Regions from separate parts of the Mus musculus genome. Here regions 1, 2, 4 and 5 are each linked to region 3. Evidence: chromatin contacts called from public HiChIP or PLAC-seq and promoter capture Hi-C data. All regions are on one chromosome and are shown on one strand. The core of a region is the stretch at or near the end of the contact, and the rest is flanking DNA. Distances in the headings are between cores, read along the strand shown. Region 1 holds the start of Slc37a4 (solute carrier family 37 (glucose-6-phosphate transporter), member 4). Region 2 holds the start of Rnf214 (ring finger protein 214). Region 3 holds the start of Mpzl2 (myelin protein zero-like 2). Region 4 has its middle 4.8 kb from the start of Bcl9l. Region 5 holds the start of Pafah1b2 (platelet-activating factor acetylhydrolase, isoform 1b, subunit 2).

What was found. Promoter capture Hi-C pulls out the DNA fragments that hold promoters and counts their contacts. HiChIP or PLAC-seq counts read pairs in DNA pulled down with a chosen protein or histone mark.
Region 1: an HNF4G HiChIP or PLAC-seq map of pancreatic cancer cells shows a contact between it and region 3. The contact joins the promoter of Slc37a4 here to the promoter of Mpzl2 in region 3. A contact is called at or near these places in 3 of 115 datasets of contacts at active chromatin or transcription factors (effector CD8 T cells, embryonic limb bud and pancreatic cancer cells).
Region 2: a promoter capture Hi-C map of embryonic stem cells shows a contact between it and region 3. The contact joins the promoter of Rnf214 here to the promoter of Mpzl2 in region 3. A contact is called at or near these places in 5 of 39 promoter capture datasets (cranial neural crest, embryonic stem cells, liver and 1 more), 1 of 115 datasets of contacts at active chromatin or transcription factors (extraembryonic endoderm stem cells) and 1 of 9 other capture datasets (pancreatic islet).
Region 4: a FOXA1 HiChIP or PLAC-seq map of pancreatic cancer cells shows a contact between it and region 3. The contact joins the enhancer-like site here to the promoter of Mpzl2 in region 3. A contact is called at or near these places in 2 of 39 promoter capture datasets (embryonic stem cells and pre-B cells), 1 of 484 Hi-C or Micro-C datasets (CD4 T cells) and 2 of 115 datasets of contacts at active chromatin or transcription factors (bone marrow-derived macrophages and pancreatic cancer cells).
Region 5: an H3K27ac HiChIP or PLAC-seq map of extraembryonic endoderm stem cells shows a contact between it and region 3, with 4 times the contacts expected there. The contact joins the promoter of Pafah1b2 here to the promoter of Mpzl2 in region 3. A contact is called at or near these places in 1 of 115 datasets of contacts at active chromatin or transcription factors (extraembryonic endoderm stem cells) and 1 of 9 other capture datasets (adipose tissue).

What each region holds. Positions count from the first base shown.
Region 1 is chr9:44,397,081-44,399,780 of GRCm38.p6, reverse strand. It overlaps Slc37a4 (solute carrier family 37 (glucose-6-phosphate transporter), member 4), which reads right to left and starts at 1,427. Exons shown (of 8, transcript NM_008063.3): 1 at 1,160-1,427; 2 at 300-532. The coding sequence starts at 1,307.
Region 2 is chr9:45,905,615-45,908,314 of GRCm38.p6, reverse strand. It overlaps Rnf214 (ring finger protein 214), which reads left to right and starts at 1,404. Exons shown (of 14, transcript NM_178709.5): 1 at 1,404-1,963. It overlaps Pcsk7 (proprotein convertase subtilisin/kexin type 7), which reads right to left and starts at 1,746. Exons shown (of 17, transcript NM_008794.2): 1 at 1,276-1,746.
Region 3 is chr9:45,040,907-45,043,606 of GRCm38.p6, reverse strand. Mpzl2 (myelin protein zero-like 2) reads right to left here and starts at 1,263. Exons shown (of 6, transcript NM_007962.4): 1 at 813-1,263. The coding sequence starts at 870.
Region 4 is chr9:44,493,014-44,495,713 of GRCm38.p6, reverse strand. It overlaps a transcript of Bcl9l not described here. Among named protein-coding and RNA genes, the nearest start is that of Bcl9l, 4.8 kb to the left of the region's middle. Within about 2 kb of position 1,348, at least 151 of the 459 cell types and tissues checked have an H3K27ac peak or open chromatin away from gene starts, as enhancers often do. A contact at or near this core is called in bone marrow-derived macrophages, pancreatic cancer cells and pre-B cells, where this site is marked.
Region 5 is chr9:45,983,439-45,986,138 of GRCm38.p6, reverse strand. Pafah1b2 (platelet-activating factor acetylhydrolase, isoform 1b, subunit 2) reads left to right here and starts at 1,268. Exons shown (of 6, transcript NM_008775.3): 1 at 1,268-1,434.

The DNA.
Region 1 (2,700 bases), core at 178-2,677, 640 kb after region 3:
GGAACAGAATAGGTGCCTGGCTTAGAGGCCACACAGAAGGAGCAGCTCGAGTGTGGCAGACCTAGACACTCACATTACAGGGATGAGGGAAGAGTGCTTCTACTTGGCGGAGCCCAGTCCCTCGTCTGCCACCCGATCCCACCACCCTCAGGCTCCTAAAATATCCCAACAGCAGCAGGAGCTGGCAGGGAACTCCTAAGGAACCTGCTATGGGTTAGGGGTGGAAGGGTTGTGTAAGAAGAGGTGCTCCCAAGTGCCCACTGGGTGCCCTCCCCCTCAGGCTCATCAGATGCACTCACCTTCCTCAGGATCTTCCCACAGGGGGGCCAGCCCAGCCCCTGTGCCAGACCATTAAGAAACCAAAGAGCAGCAAAGGCTGACACTGTGGAGCTCCATGAGAAGACTACGTTGACCAGACCAACCAGGAGCAGCCCAGAGGAGAAGAGCCAGCGGGCGCTCATCTGATCTGACAGAACCCCGCTCACAAACTTGCTGATGGCGTAGGCTGCCGACTGGCTGCTTGTGATGAGCCCTGCAGCGAAGGGGAGCAGGGAGCAGGACACCTGAGGGGTTAGGGACAGGGCAGAGGCACAGGAGGGGCGGAGGAAGGTAAGGGGTCAGGTGTGTACAGGTGCCTGGCAGGGTGAGACAGGTTCCTTCCCGGATTTGACACTCTCCTGCCTGCTGAGCCGTGCATCACAGGCCCAGGCTGACTTGGACCTTCTCAGCCTCTTGGATTTCTTTCTTTCTTTACCCCTGGAATATGCAGTTCCCACCTCACTCTGAATGCTCGCCAAAAGCCCAAACACGTCTGAATGCGAAGGACTCTAGAGTCAAAGATCTTATTCCCCCTGGCAGGTAGCACGCAGGACACATCAAATCATGGTGCTACTCTCCCAGTGTTCACCGTGACCTGCAGGTGCAGCATGCACGAACAGGTGTGAAAACCTTGCTACCCGCTCCCAGTAGCACCTCCTGGGCACGTGTGGGTGCCAGGCATATACACCGGCTAAGCACTGGTTTCACATGTACACCCACACCCAGGCACATGGAGCTCAGCCTCTCCACCTGATACAAGCTTGAAACCCCCCATGCTTGGACAAACCATACTCCAAATGGTGTATCCCACAGCCCACCACCCTGCCCTTCCATGGCTTACCCAAATCGTCCTTGTCCAGAGCGATCTCATCCACCAAGGAGGGCATGACAAAGGAGAAGGTTTTGCGGTTGAAATAGTACAGGCTGTAGCCTCCAAACATGGCCGCAAATATGACAGTGCGATAGTAGCCGTAGCCTTGGGCTGCCATGGTAGAAAAAGCTGGCCCTGCTGGCCCACTCCAGTACTTCTGACCACAGATTCTTGACTGCTCCTGCTTGCAGCTAGCTCTCTTTAGTGCCTGGATCTGCTGAGCTGTGTTTTTCTGTGCGCTTTCTCTCTCCTCCACCCAGGCTCTTTATAGCCGCCTTCTGGACAATCATTAAGCCTGGGGCAGCAACCAGGGAACCCAGTGTCCTGAGAGAGACAAGAAAACAGGTTACTGAGAGCCAAACCGGGGGAGGAGAGGGTCCCCAGGACTGCTTGCCCTTCCCTCCTTTCCCAAGTCTTCTTGCCTGTGAAGCCAGCTGTGATTAAAGGCTCAGCCTAATTACTTTTGTCTGCACAAGCCCAGGGGAGGCTCGGGTAGGATGAGCAGAGCAAGCTCTCAGTATAGCCCTACTCCCTTGGTCAATGAACTTTCTCATTCTCTCAGGTTCCTTTGCGGTGCCAGGCTGCCGGACATTGTGAAAGGCACTAGATCGGTTCCTACCCCCCAGGTTCATTCAATCAACCACATACCTTAAAAACAACCCCACACCCACTGCTGAGCCTTCACCAAATGCTTAGCACACAATGGAGTACAGTTTCCTAATAGGTATCCCCTTCATTGGGGGATATATTTCTTGAACTCCTCATGGTGGTAGGGAACAGCGCATACACTTTCCTTATACACACAGTGATAAAAGGTAGATACATAAATTAGACCTAGTAAGTAAATAGTAAAACACAATGAGGCACCATAGTAAAAGTTTCTTAAAGCCTATCGTTTATTTCTGGAATTTCCCATTCTCCTTTTTCCACTAAGGCTGGCCTCTGTCACTGAAATGTGCAAGGAACAACAGTAGGTAAGGAGCGAGATAACTGCAGTAGTTGCAAAATTAAACGGGGGGACAAGCCCCTCAGTTCACCCTGCAATGACACGCAGAAGGCGCGCCTAGGGCTTAGGTCTGGATGAGACCCCCTTGGAACTGCCTCTGGATCCCTATTACCCTGCGACATCAGTAGGGGGTCCGTACTGCGGGGCTGTGGGTCCCCGAAGCACGCCACCGCAGCTTTCTGCTCCGCTGCACAGCCGCTGGAGCACAAGGCGTAGGCGAGAGAAGCCGCACGTAGCCTCGGGAGGCCCCTCGCTCTGGCAGCCTAGGCTCTGCCAGTCAGGATGGGCAGGCGGCGCCGCTTGCCACCTGCCGAGCACCCCGTGTCCTCAAGCCACCCGGGACACCCGACTCCTGGCTGGGAACTGCGGGTCCTGGGGACAGGAGCAAGAGAGCTGCGGAGACTGTGCGCTGCAGCCACGAGGGCACCGCATCTGCAAGAGCGCTGTCCCTGGGCCGTGGAACTGTCGCCATCCCGGAAGGGCAGTCACCCGGACAGCCTCCGGC
Region 2 (2,700 bases), core at 155-2,654, 860 kb before region 3:
TTCATTTGCTTCTTTAAGGGCTTAGCAAGACCTAACTGTCAATCAGGGAGAAAGCCAGATAATGGAAATAAAATGTAGTATAAGTGCATGTGGGTAACTGGGAGAGAGGAAATGACTGGCAAGAAGGACTAAGGAGCTGGCCCCGTCTCACCAAGTTGGATTTTCAGTGAGGGCACAGGCTCCAGCCCTGTCTTCAACCACTCAAAGGGGAAAAAACCCCACCAAATTAGAACTTTCGAGCAACTGTGGGGGCAGGAACAAGGCACATGTGGGGTCTTGAGCTCATTTAAAACTCACTACTGTCTACCAAGCCCACACTGCAGCAGTCTTGGTGTCCAGACATACACTTGGATGGTACCGACTTAAAACATTCTGGAAAGACTGTTTTACCAAAGACTCCTTGGACCTCCCTTCCTCTGTATACCAGGCTGGCCTGGAACTCAAGAGAGCCAGCCTGCTTCCGCTTCCAGAGTGCTGGGATAACAAAGGTGTGTGCCACCAACATCCGGCTTAAACAAGCTTTCTTTATATAATAAAGGTTGGCTGAGAACTCTTGCTTCCACCCCTTTACTGCTGTTATTATAGGTGTGGGCCACCATGTCCTTAAGTTCCATGGCATATTTCCTATTACATTCTTCCTGCCCCTGGGGCTGCTTCAATTTGGCCCAAGATACCCAGGTGTCTTCCCTAGTCTGCATATAAGTAAATCCAAAGTCTGGTTTGATAGCAGCCATCCACTCAGGCAGGCTCCTACAATCTCTGTAGGTTCCAACAGAGATTTCTGGAAGAGAAACCGAGTTTTGTTTTTGTTTTGTTTTGTTTGTTTGTTTGTTTTTTTCTCCCTGTGGTCCAGAGGCACAGCAGCACTTATTCTCAGACCTCTGAGCAAGAAATCTTAAGCACTTTCTGAAAATAGACTCCCATCACCCTCAACTAAGGTAGACGGGCACCTTTCCTGCTCAAGATTCTGCTCTTAAACCACCGTCCTTCAAGCCCCGCCTCCCCACTCACAGGAACCAGGGTCTGTACAGAGTGAGTTTTCTGATGCCCCCACTCCCACGCGGACTCAGCTGCTCCGTGCAATGTGCCTCTCTCTCCTTAGGACCGATGCTGTCCGGAACCTACGACCCGGAGACCCGGTCCCTCTGGGGTCGCCCACGCCAGGACCCAAGGTGCCCTCAGCGAAGGACCTCCTCCGCAGACGCCGACCAGCCCCGGTCCATGGTCCCCCGTATATCCGAGGTCCAGCCTCCACTACATTTCTTCCCGACTCACCCACAGCCTCTGTTGCTACTGTCGCTGCTGCTGCTGCCGCCGCAGCCCCCACCCTACGGAAACTCTCGGCTTCCCCGGAGCCGGAGGCGCCACTGACAGCGACATCACTTCCGCCCGGCGCCGCAGCCAATCAGCGGCTGGGCCTGCGGCCTCTTGACCAGCGGGCCGAGCTCCGGGCGCTCCGCCGACAGCTTCTGTCACAGGCCCGTGAGGGCTGTGGGAGTTCCGGCGCCTCGAATCCTCGTGTCCTCCGCCACAGGACCCCCTCCGCCACAGGGCCCTCGTCCTTCATGGCGTCCTCTGTAAGGACCATCCCGGTTCCGACCTCTAAACACCCCTCGCGGCTCTTCTCCGTCGGACTGCCATAGCCTTGACTCTTCCCCATAAACTCCTCAGAGAGGCTCTCGCCTCCATCCGGCCGCCGTCTCTCTGGCCCGCGTGTCCCTCGGGCTCCGCTTGGGTCTCAGGGCTGGTCCCCTCAGCGGCTCCGTTGTCCGGTCGCTGTCCGCGCCTGCCGCCAGAGGGCGCCGTCGGTGGCGGCCGCTCACCCCGCGGGTTCCGCTCCTCTCGCCGCCCCGGCCTCGCCCCCTTGCGCTCGCGCCGCCGGAAGTGGGAGGTGCCGCGCGCGGGCCAGCGCTCGACCCCTCCCCCAGGCTTGGCCGCCCCCTCCCCCGCTCCGCCCGCTCAGGTGCGTCCCTTCCCTCCCCCCCGCTTGGCTCCCCGGGGGCGCGGCGCGGGAGGTGTGTGCGGGGCGGCGCGCGCGGGTCGGGACGGCGGGACTAGGGGGGCGCGGCGGAGGAGGAGGGGGCGGCGGGGAGGGGGCGGCGGGGACAGGGGCGGGAGCCCGGCCTGGGAGTGGGACGGGAGCTGGCGGCCGGTGAGGACGGAGGGGAAGGGGTGGAGGTGGCGCTGGCCAGTGCCAAGGGCCAGCGTAGCGGCAGCTCCCTGTGAAGAGTGGCGGTGACCACCCGGCGCAGCTTCCCCCCATTGTCCCCTTCTGCGTCGCCGCCTGACTGGTGACCATCACTGCCTTGCGGGATTCCCTTGGGCACACTGGGCTCTTGAGCCAGATGTGCGACCCCACCCCCCATCCCTCTCGTTTGGGGCTCTAGCTGCGGAGTTTCACGTATGACCCTTGCCCTAAGGTTTTCGTTTACTGGGCATCGGTGACCCAGACCTTGTTCCCTGTTGGAGGCAATGATCTCGACCCTATTGTAGGCAGACTGATTGCATCCGAGATGCAATAATGGCGTTTCAGGGCCCATTTTCACCTAGGAGCTTTTTATTATGAGAGGAAACTGAGGCACTGAGCTGTGACTATTGATTCAGCCCGACTCGGTATCTGCTCTTGTGCATTCTTCTGGGTTCAGAGATATTCTATTCATGGGATGCTGTCAAAATAAAAGCAGGAATGGGAACTAATCC
Region 3 (2,700 bases), core at 14-2,513:
ACCAGGAGTCTACATACTCCTGCCTGCACACAGCTTTGACCCTCCCATCCCGAGGGCCAATTAGAGGTAAAACTACCTGGTGTTCTCACTTTCTTCACAGCCTTACCGCACCAATTTCAGAACTATAACCAGAAACTACAAACATCAGCAAAGGAGATGGAAAGAAGAAACAAAAATCCAAACGTTGGTCAGACGTGGCGTATTACGATCAAGCAACACAGTATGTTTTTTTGTTTTGTTTTGTTTTGTGGAAAAAAGAAGTCTCCAAGCAGGGAAGTTTTCCTACATGTAGACTTGGGGCTGCTGCTAGCCTGCAGGTCAATCCACCCCAGCAGTTGCGCTTGCCTGCACCCCTGGAAGCCTTACACCACGTGGCTTATTTACAAGTCTGGTACGTGCATTGGTTGGGACAGCTTCAAAACCACAGCGGGACTCTCGCTCTGACAATCCAGGTTTGCTCTCTGGTGCTGCAGGGAGTCGCAGACAAAATCCTCCCACGGAAATCCAAGGGCCAAATCTAGCCAGCAGCCCGAGGTTGAGAGCAGCCACACAAAGATGGTGTGTAACCTGAGATCAGAAAGCCCTCTGTGTGCCTCAATCACGGGCGGCCAAACACACCTAAACCTGTTTGCCCAAAGTACTGCCCCAAAGCAACCCACCGAACTGAAGTTTCGGCGAAGTCTGGACTAGAACGAATTGCAGTTGGGGCACGATCTCCCAACGGAGCCCTTGAGATTTCTTCAAGCCATGAGCTCTGTCTTTACAGAATGGGCGGCAATGGTAGAAAATCCTAGAAGCCCGCCAGTTCTTACCTGTGAGCTGTAAACTCAGGAGAAGTGGAAGCACAAGCGCGGGGCTCTTGCCATACATCAGGGAAAGCCAGTCGTGGCCCCAGAGGCCAAACCCGGCAGACCCAGGACTCCAGCACCCAACCAAGGCCAAGGCTAGGACGAGCAGGCGGCACAGTTTACCCACGGAGAGGTCCGAGTCCCTCACCTATGGGAAGGCGCACAGCGGAGCCAACCAGTCGTGACTCATCCCGCCCCGGCCGGTACAGCTCTGGAATGAAAGGTGGGGCCTCCGCACCCAGCGCCCTCCTCCTGATTCTCCCTCCCGCCCCTCTCCACACTCCAGCCCTCTGCGCAAAGGTCTCAGACTCTGCGGTCCTCTCTTTACTTTTCCGTTCATCTGACCGAGCCCTGGCCTCCGGATGGCCTCACAAGCAGCCAGAGGAGGTGGTGCCAGTTTGAAATGTCCCAGACTGCTCTGAACTTGGCCCACACACACCCTTTTAAAACAGACTTTAGTCTTGCCTAGGAAGTGAACATTGAAAGTTTTGCAGTGATTCCTGTCCTTGGAATCAGCCTAGGGCCTGACTCACCGCACCCATCAGTTCTGGGAATTCCTTGAGACCCTCTGGTGTGAACAGGCTCTCCTGAGACTCAGCAGAAAGAAACCAAGTCTCAATGCTGGTTCCTTTCTCAGCTCAGAGCAACTCCCCTGCTCCTTTCTCCCAGCTTAGGGCAGTTTGCAAAGGACTTTTCTGGGCATCCTTTTCTCTCCACAATCCTATGGAAAGGAATACCATTTTAACAGCGTAAAGAGTAACCTCTTAGAGCCTGGCGGTGGCGGCGCACACCTTTACTCCCAGCACTTGGGAAGCAGAGGCAGGCGAATTTCTGAGTTCTTTCTGAGTTCGAGGCCAGCCTGGTCTACAGAGTGAGTTCCAGGACAGCCAGGGCTACAGAGAGAAACCCTGTACTGGAAGGAAAAAAAAAAAAAACGCTCAGGAGGGAAGCAATTGCCCATAATCTTTGTGTGTTCTATGTTATTGTTTGAGACTGTCTCACCATGTAGCCCAGGCTGGACCTTGAAGTTGGGGAGTCACTGCCCAGCTTTGGCAATACTCAGGACTAAACTCATGACCTTGTACTTACTAAGCAAGTGTTCTGGCACGGAGCTACACCCACAGCCCCATGGGAAGCTTCCTGACTTGCGTGAGTTCCCTGCCCACAAACCAAAAGCCTGATAGGGGTGATCAGTGAACTCTCAAGGAAAAGAAAACCTTTCCTGTGCCCCAGATTTCAACTGCCATTTTGAGGACAGCCACCTATCTGAGAGGCCTGAAACGCGGAGATAAAGGGCTTCATCTGGTAAGAGGCACAACAGCAAGCTGGCAAACAGAGGCAACCAAGACCGAATGCAGTTAAAAAGTGGGTGGAGGCTACGACATAAGTATTGGCACCAAGCCAAGGAGCCTGGCCACCTGAGTCCGGTCTAAGGAACCCACGTGGTAGAAGGAGAGAATCAAACCCTGAAAACTGCCTTTTGACCTACACACACACACACACACACACACACACACACACACACACATACACACACACGCGCGCGCGCGCGCTATGGTGCACATGCACACATGCAACAGAGAGACAGAGACACGGGGTGGGGGAGGGGAGAGGGAGGGAAAGACTAGTTAAAATGTAATTTAAATTTTTAAAGAAGTAAGCTAGATGGGGGATGGGACACTGAATACAATTGAATCGCCCTTATCCCTGGATTAGCTATCTAGAAACTATTCCGTGATCCGTACCACAGTCTTCTATCTGAACCCCGGTAAAAAGGGTGCTGCTAGGAGGGAAGCAAGGGCCAGACTGGGTAGAAAAATAAAGAAACGTCAGGCTAGGGGTCTAGCAGCTC
Region 4 (2,700 bases), core at 99-2,598, 550 kb after region 3:
CAGGAGTCCATGCAAATAAACCAGTTTTGCTTAGGAGGCTTCACCTGGGAGTTTCCAGCCTGCCCCACCTATAGCCCCAGGGTAAGGTCATACAATCCTAACCCTGCAGGACCGTCAAGTCTGCTGATCCTAGACCTTTGCAATGCAGGATCTTTAAACAGAATGCCTGTGGGAGATTAGTTCTACTCTTGCTGGACCACTGTCCCTCTGGAGCCTGTGGGGACAAATGGCCTTGCCAGGACAGGCCTAAGTTCACCTCACTTCTTTTGGCTCTTTCAGCCATTACCAGTGAGTCCAGACCTCAGGAAGTAATCATGCCCTGGCAGTAGGGTGCCCCCAAAAGACTGATGCCCAATCCCTAGTTACTCCCTCCCCCTAGGGAGAGGGGTGGGGAGGGGGGAGAGCACTAGGAAACAAGACAGGGCAGGAAGCCCAGGCAGGCAGCGGGCACTCTGGGCCAGGCACAAACAGCCAACACAGGAAACCACAGCCCACCCCCGCCCACCCCACCCGCCCAAGGCTCTGGGAGAGAGGAGTGCCTAGTACCCTGACTGAGGCCCGGGCCAGGGGTTAGCCCAGGGCAAATGAGGTGCTCAAAGGCCTCTAGGCCTCTCTAGGCCTCAGACCCCACCTGGGGAGGGGGAAGGAAGCCAAGCTGGCAGAGATGGGCTGCCTCTTTAAATCCACCGAAATCCTGAGCTGGGCCCAACCCAGCTCTGGTTTCACAGGAAGGAAAGGAGTGCAGAAGCCAGCGGAGCCAACGGTGGTGGCTGGAATTAGCCCCACCGCCCAGATATATCTGGACTGCACTGCCACCCTACTGGCACTTCCTGCCCCCTGGCACCTGTACTAGAGTGGGGGCAGGGGAGGGTCTAGGTGCTACCTCTTCCTGATGGGTGACCCCAGTGTCAGGAGGTGGCCTGCTGCTGTATGCACGTGGGTAAGGAATGACACCTCAAGCTTCCCTTCAACAGGGGAAAACTGAGCCAGGTAGCTTCCTGGGACCTTCACCTGGTCCGAGTCTCCCAAGGGGTTAATCTGGCCCCTATTTAGGGGGGGCATGGGTGACCGAGGAACCTCCTCCAAACTGCCTGGCTACTGGAAACAATGGGGCCATTGTGGGAGGAGTGGAGTGCGGGCAGGCTACTGGCACAGCCAGCGCACCACGGGTGGGACCTCGCCCAGAGACTGCCTGCCACACTCTGCTCTCTCCCCCAGGTACTGCCAGAGGCAGACACATCCTCCATCCCTTGCCTTGCCGGCCTGGCCCAAGCTCTTGGCACCGGCAGCACCTGAGTAGCCACGAGCTCCTCTGTCTACGTTGACATGCAGACAGCCATGACCCTCCAGGAAGCAGGGGCTTGTGGGCCAGGGCTAGTGGGGGTGGGGTGATGAGACAGGATGTGTGCCTGTGATCTCCTGCAGGGCAGACAGGAAGGCCAAACTGGGTTTCTAGTGTCAGTCCTGGCACCCTCGGGCAAGAAGGACTTACAGGACCTACAGGACAGTGAAAGCAGTGACAAGCAGGGTCCCCTGCTCTAAGGCCTCCTTTCTCACATCCACTCCATAAACTTTCCCGTGACAAGTTCTGTTGCCTACAGTAGCCTTGACCATGCATCCTGGCATGCATGGGGTTACAAAAGAATAATCTGTAGTTGGGCAGGGCGAGTGCCAGTCCCATGGAGCCTCTTCTAAACTGCTGAACCTTGTCCACCTCTTCATCCCTCTGAGCCTCGGTTCCCTCACAGGCAAAATCACAAAGTGAGGTCATTACCAGAAACTACCTAAAAATGTCTACGACACATTAGCCCTCAACCAAATCCCTTGGGCACCCTCTCTTTCCTGACATAGTTCCCAAGAACGCGGCATGTCAGGAAGGTGCATTTGTAATGAGAAGAACCATCTAGAGAGTTGCCTTGTGAGTATTCAGGCAAGCAGGGCTTATGGGCATCATCCCCGTGCAGAGAAGGCATGGCTTTCTCTGCACTCTGTGAAGAAGCTTGTTCACTCTACTAACAGGCATCCATCCTTGAGCACCCCTGAGCTCTCTGAGGGTCTCCGACCCAGAATGTGTGGATGCAGAGAGCAGCCATCTGAAGCTCCCTCAGCCTCAGGTCTTACCCAGGGGGGTAAGTGAAGGATACTTCTCTTTCAGTGATCTGCAGCCCTCCCCCAGTCTGACCCCTTTGGGAAACACATGCAGTGTGGAGCCATGGTACTCTCTAAAGAGAAGGTCTTAGATAGAAAGGGCAGCTGATACACAGAACTAGAGGGGAAGCCTGAGGACGAAGCCCTGCTCTTTTCTCAACCAGAAAGGGCAATACCTCTCAGGGTGGCCCCACAGAGCCCCAAAGGGTTAATAAGGTCCTAAAAATAACCCTGTTCCCAGCAGGACCCACTGATCAGAACCCTCTAGCCATCTGTCCCTGCTTTCTCCTGTTCACGTTGGAACATCTGAAACCGGCCCCAGAGCCCCAGCCCAATCCCAAAAATAGCCCCAGCCTGCCCAAGGAACAGGCAGGCCCAGAGGCTGGGCACAGGAGGCACGGCCAGCTTAACAGCTAAGCACCATGGTGCAGGCACATGAGCTCTCGTGAGCTCTCTCGCCTCCCGAGCCCATAGAAAAGAGGAAGTTCTCTCTGTCCCAGGAGGTGGTGGGCAGCACAGCTTCAGCCTCTAGCCCATCCCCCCTAGGCCAAG
Region 5 (2,700 bases), core at 19-2,518, 940 kb before region 3:
GGAGAGGAAAGGACTTACTTCCTTTACAGCTCTCAGATCACAGCTGTCACAGAGAGAAGTCAGGGTAGGAACTGGAGCTATAGAATGTCGTTTCTTACTGACTGACTGTGTGCTCTTATACAACTCAACTCAGGGCCACCTTCGCCAAGTGGCACCACTCACAGTGGGATACGCCCATCAATTATTAATCAAGAAAATACCCTCATAGACTGCCTACATGCCAATCGGATGAAGGCATTTTTAAAGTTCCCTTCCTCAAATGACCCTGATTTGTGTCATTGACAAAAACAACCCAGACATAGGGCTTTATCATTGGAAACCAATTCAAGTTGTTTCTCTTAACAGTGTATTTAATACTAAACTGTTTAAATAACCCTTTACGATATTCTCTTGATCAAAACACTTAAAACAGCACTTACTGAGATCTTGCTAGTGTACCATATGTAACTGGAATATCTGCAGAAGAGTTATGGAGGCAGTGACAAAGTCATTATCTTGAAATTTTTATTTTGCATTCGAGATAATACAAGCAGCACATAAGTGATTTGAAATTTTATTTTATTATCTCGATAATTTAGGCTTACAGGTTTCAAGAACATTCTCAATCAGTTTCAGAGTCCTGGAATGCTCTGCAATTCACTATTATGAGTTTGAATGAATCCTATCCATCATTAAAGAGCCAGCCCTGGCACTGCTCCACCAAGTTTCCCTGCTAATGATGACGCAATCTCTTGCCCCTCCTCTTGGCGCTGATCTGTCCTGCACTTATCCAGCCGTTAGCATCTAATCTCTACATTGACTCTCTATGTACTCCCCTAAACTGGATGGATTTCTAAGGTAAAGACTGGGGTTTCTGTTATTCCCCGAGTGGTATCTATCACACAATTCTGAGTATCATCATAGAAATTCTGCTGGTAAATGTAGGGGTTGCCCCTTTTAACTTCGGGCCTATTTCTCCCCATTCTCTGCAATCTGGTTTATCCCATCGGTGGAGGAAATCAGTGGCTAAGAAGGGAGTAGCGTCAGCGAGAGGTCAAGCTACACTGTCTCTAAGGCCATCTCCGGATAGTTTCCGTCATCCTATCAGGACAGGAAGGCAGTTACAGGAAAGATGGAGGCTCAAGTCGGGGAAAGAAAGAGAACAAAGTCAGTACTTGGCAGGGACGGTAGACCTGTGCGCCAAGCAAAGAGCGCGCACTGCGAGGGAAAGTGAGGCGCACCCGCCCCGCAACTAGCCCCGCAGCCAGGGGCGGGACTTCCGGAAGCCATTTGCCCGAGTGGCAGGGGGACCGGAAGTGGAGGCGCTGCTGCTTGGTGCTGGGGCCCGAGGAGGGGACGCGCGCCGGAACGCGGCCGTCGGGATCAAGCGAGCGACTGAAGCGCAACCCGCCGACGCCGCAGCCGCTGAGGGCCCCGCACGGACCCTCTGCCTGTGTGAGTGCATCGTGGGGACCGCGGAGCCGGGGCCTCGTCGTGACGGGTGGGACGCGCGGGCGAGCCGGTATTGTGAGGCCCGGCTCCCCTCCCCCACGCCGCCCCTCCCCCGCCGCGCCCCGCGCTGTCGCCCTGCAGGGCCTCCGGGGCCCCGCGCCGTCGCCGCTGCCCTGCGGCGCCCTGGTTCCACCCTGGCCAGCGGCTGAGCGGCCCGCGGGTCCCCTGGCCCGGCCTCCTGCCTCAGCTGTCGCCTTTTCCCTCCATCCCCGGGGTGGGACCTCTAGGCCCAAGCCTGTGACTGGGTTGTGCCTTTTTTTTTTTTTTAACGGATCACGCTCTTTGCCCTTCTCGTCGAAAATTGTCTCCTCATTCGAAACTTCTCTGTTGCCTTCGCTTATACTTCCCAAAGACCCGTGTCAGGGCTCTGAAAGGATTGGTAGAGGCTAGCCTTAAGGGTCACCCACTTCATTCGGCGACGAGGCCCAGGCGTTGGTGACTTGGCCGATGGCCTACCGCCAGCCAGGTACATCTGTCAGTGAGTAGTTTCCTTGGAGGTGTGTTTCCTCTCCCCAGCCCTTGTGGTCCATGTCCACTTAGCGGGTCAGAGCCTGTGGTCTCCAGGTTTGAGTTACTCATGGCAGAGTGACTCGTTATCCTTTCCATAGCTCCCAGGCTGACGTTGCCTTTCATCATGTATATACGGATCTTAAGGAAACCCAAAGCCATAAAGCGTTGGCGTCTCTGAAGAACGTGGCTATGGACAAAGGGAAGGGCACCAAGACGCTAAGAGCAGGTCCTAGACTTGCATTTTCTACAGCGTTGAGTTGAGTGGAGAGAATGGGCCAGAGGAAAAGGTGTGGAAAAGAGAAAAATGCAAGCTTATCTTTCCCTTGGATGAGGCTTGTGTCTGCCCGTCAGTTCCTTCTCTGGGCACATTGTTCAGACTTAAAGGTTGCCTCCTTGTGGGAGAGCAGGGGAGGGAATCATTGTGCATTAATTTGTTGGCATGGGCACTTGATAATAAATTATGGATGGGCTGGATCCTGGGGGGCCGCCCACCAGAGACCGGGGCAGGGCATTCTGGACGAGGCTTGCCTTCCTCTTCAGAATAATTCTGCCAACTCTCTGAAGCAAAATGAAAAGCCTCAGGCCTTAATGGAAGCATCCTAAATCTTTTCATTCTCATTCAAAAGTCTCAGCAAGCTTCTAGGTTCTCTCTCTCTCTCTCTCTCTCTCTCTCTCTCACACACACACACACACACACAC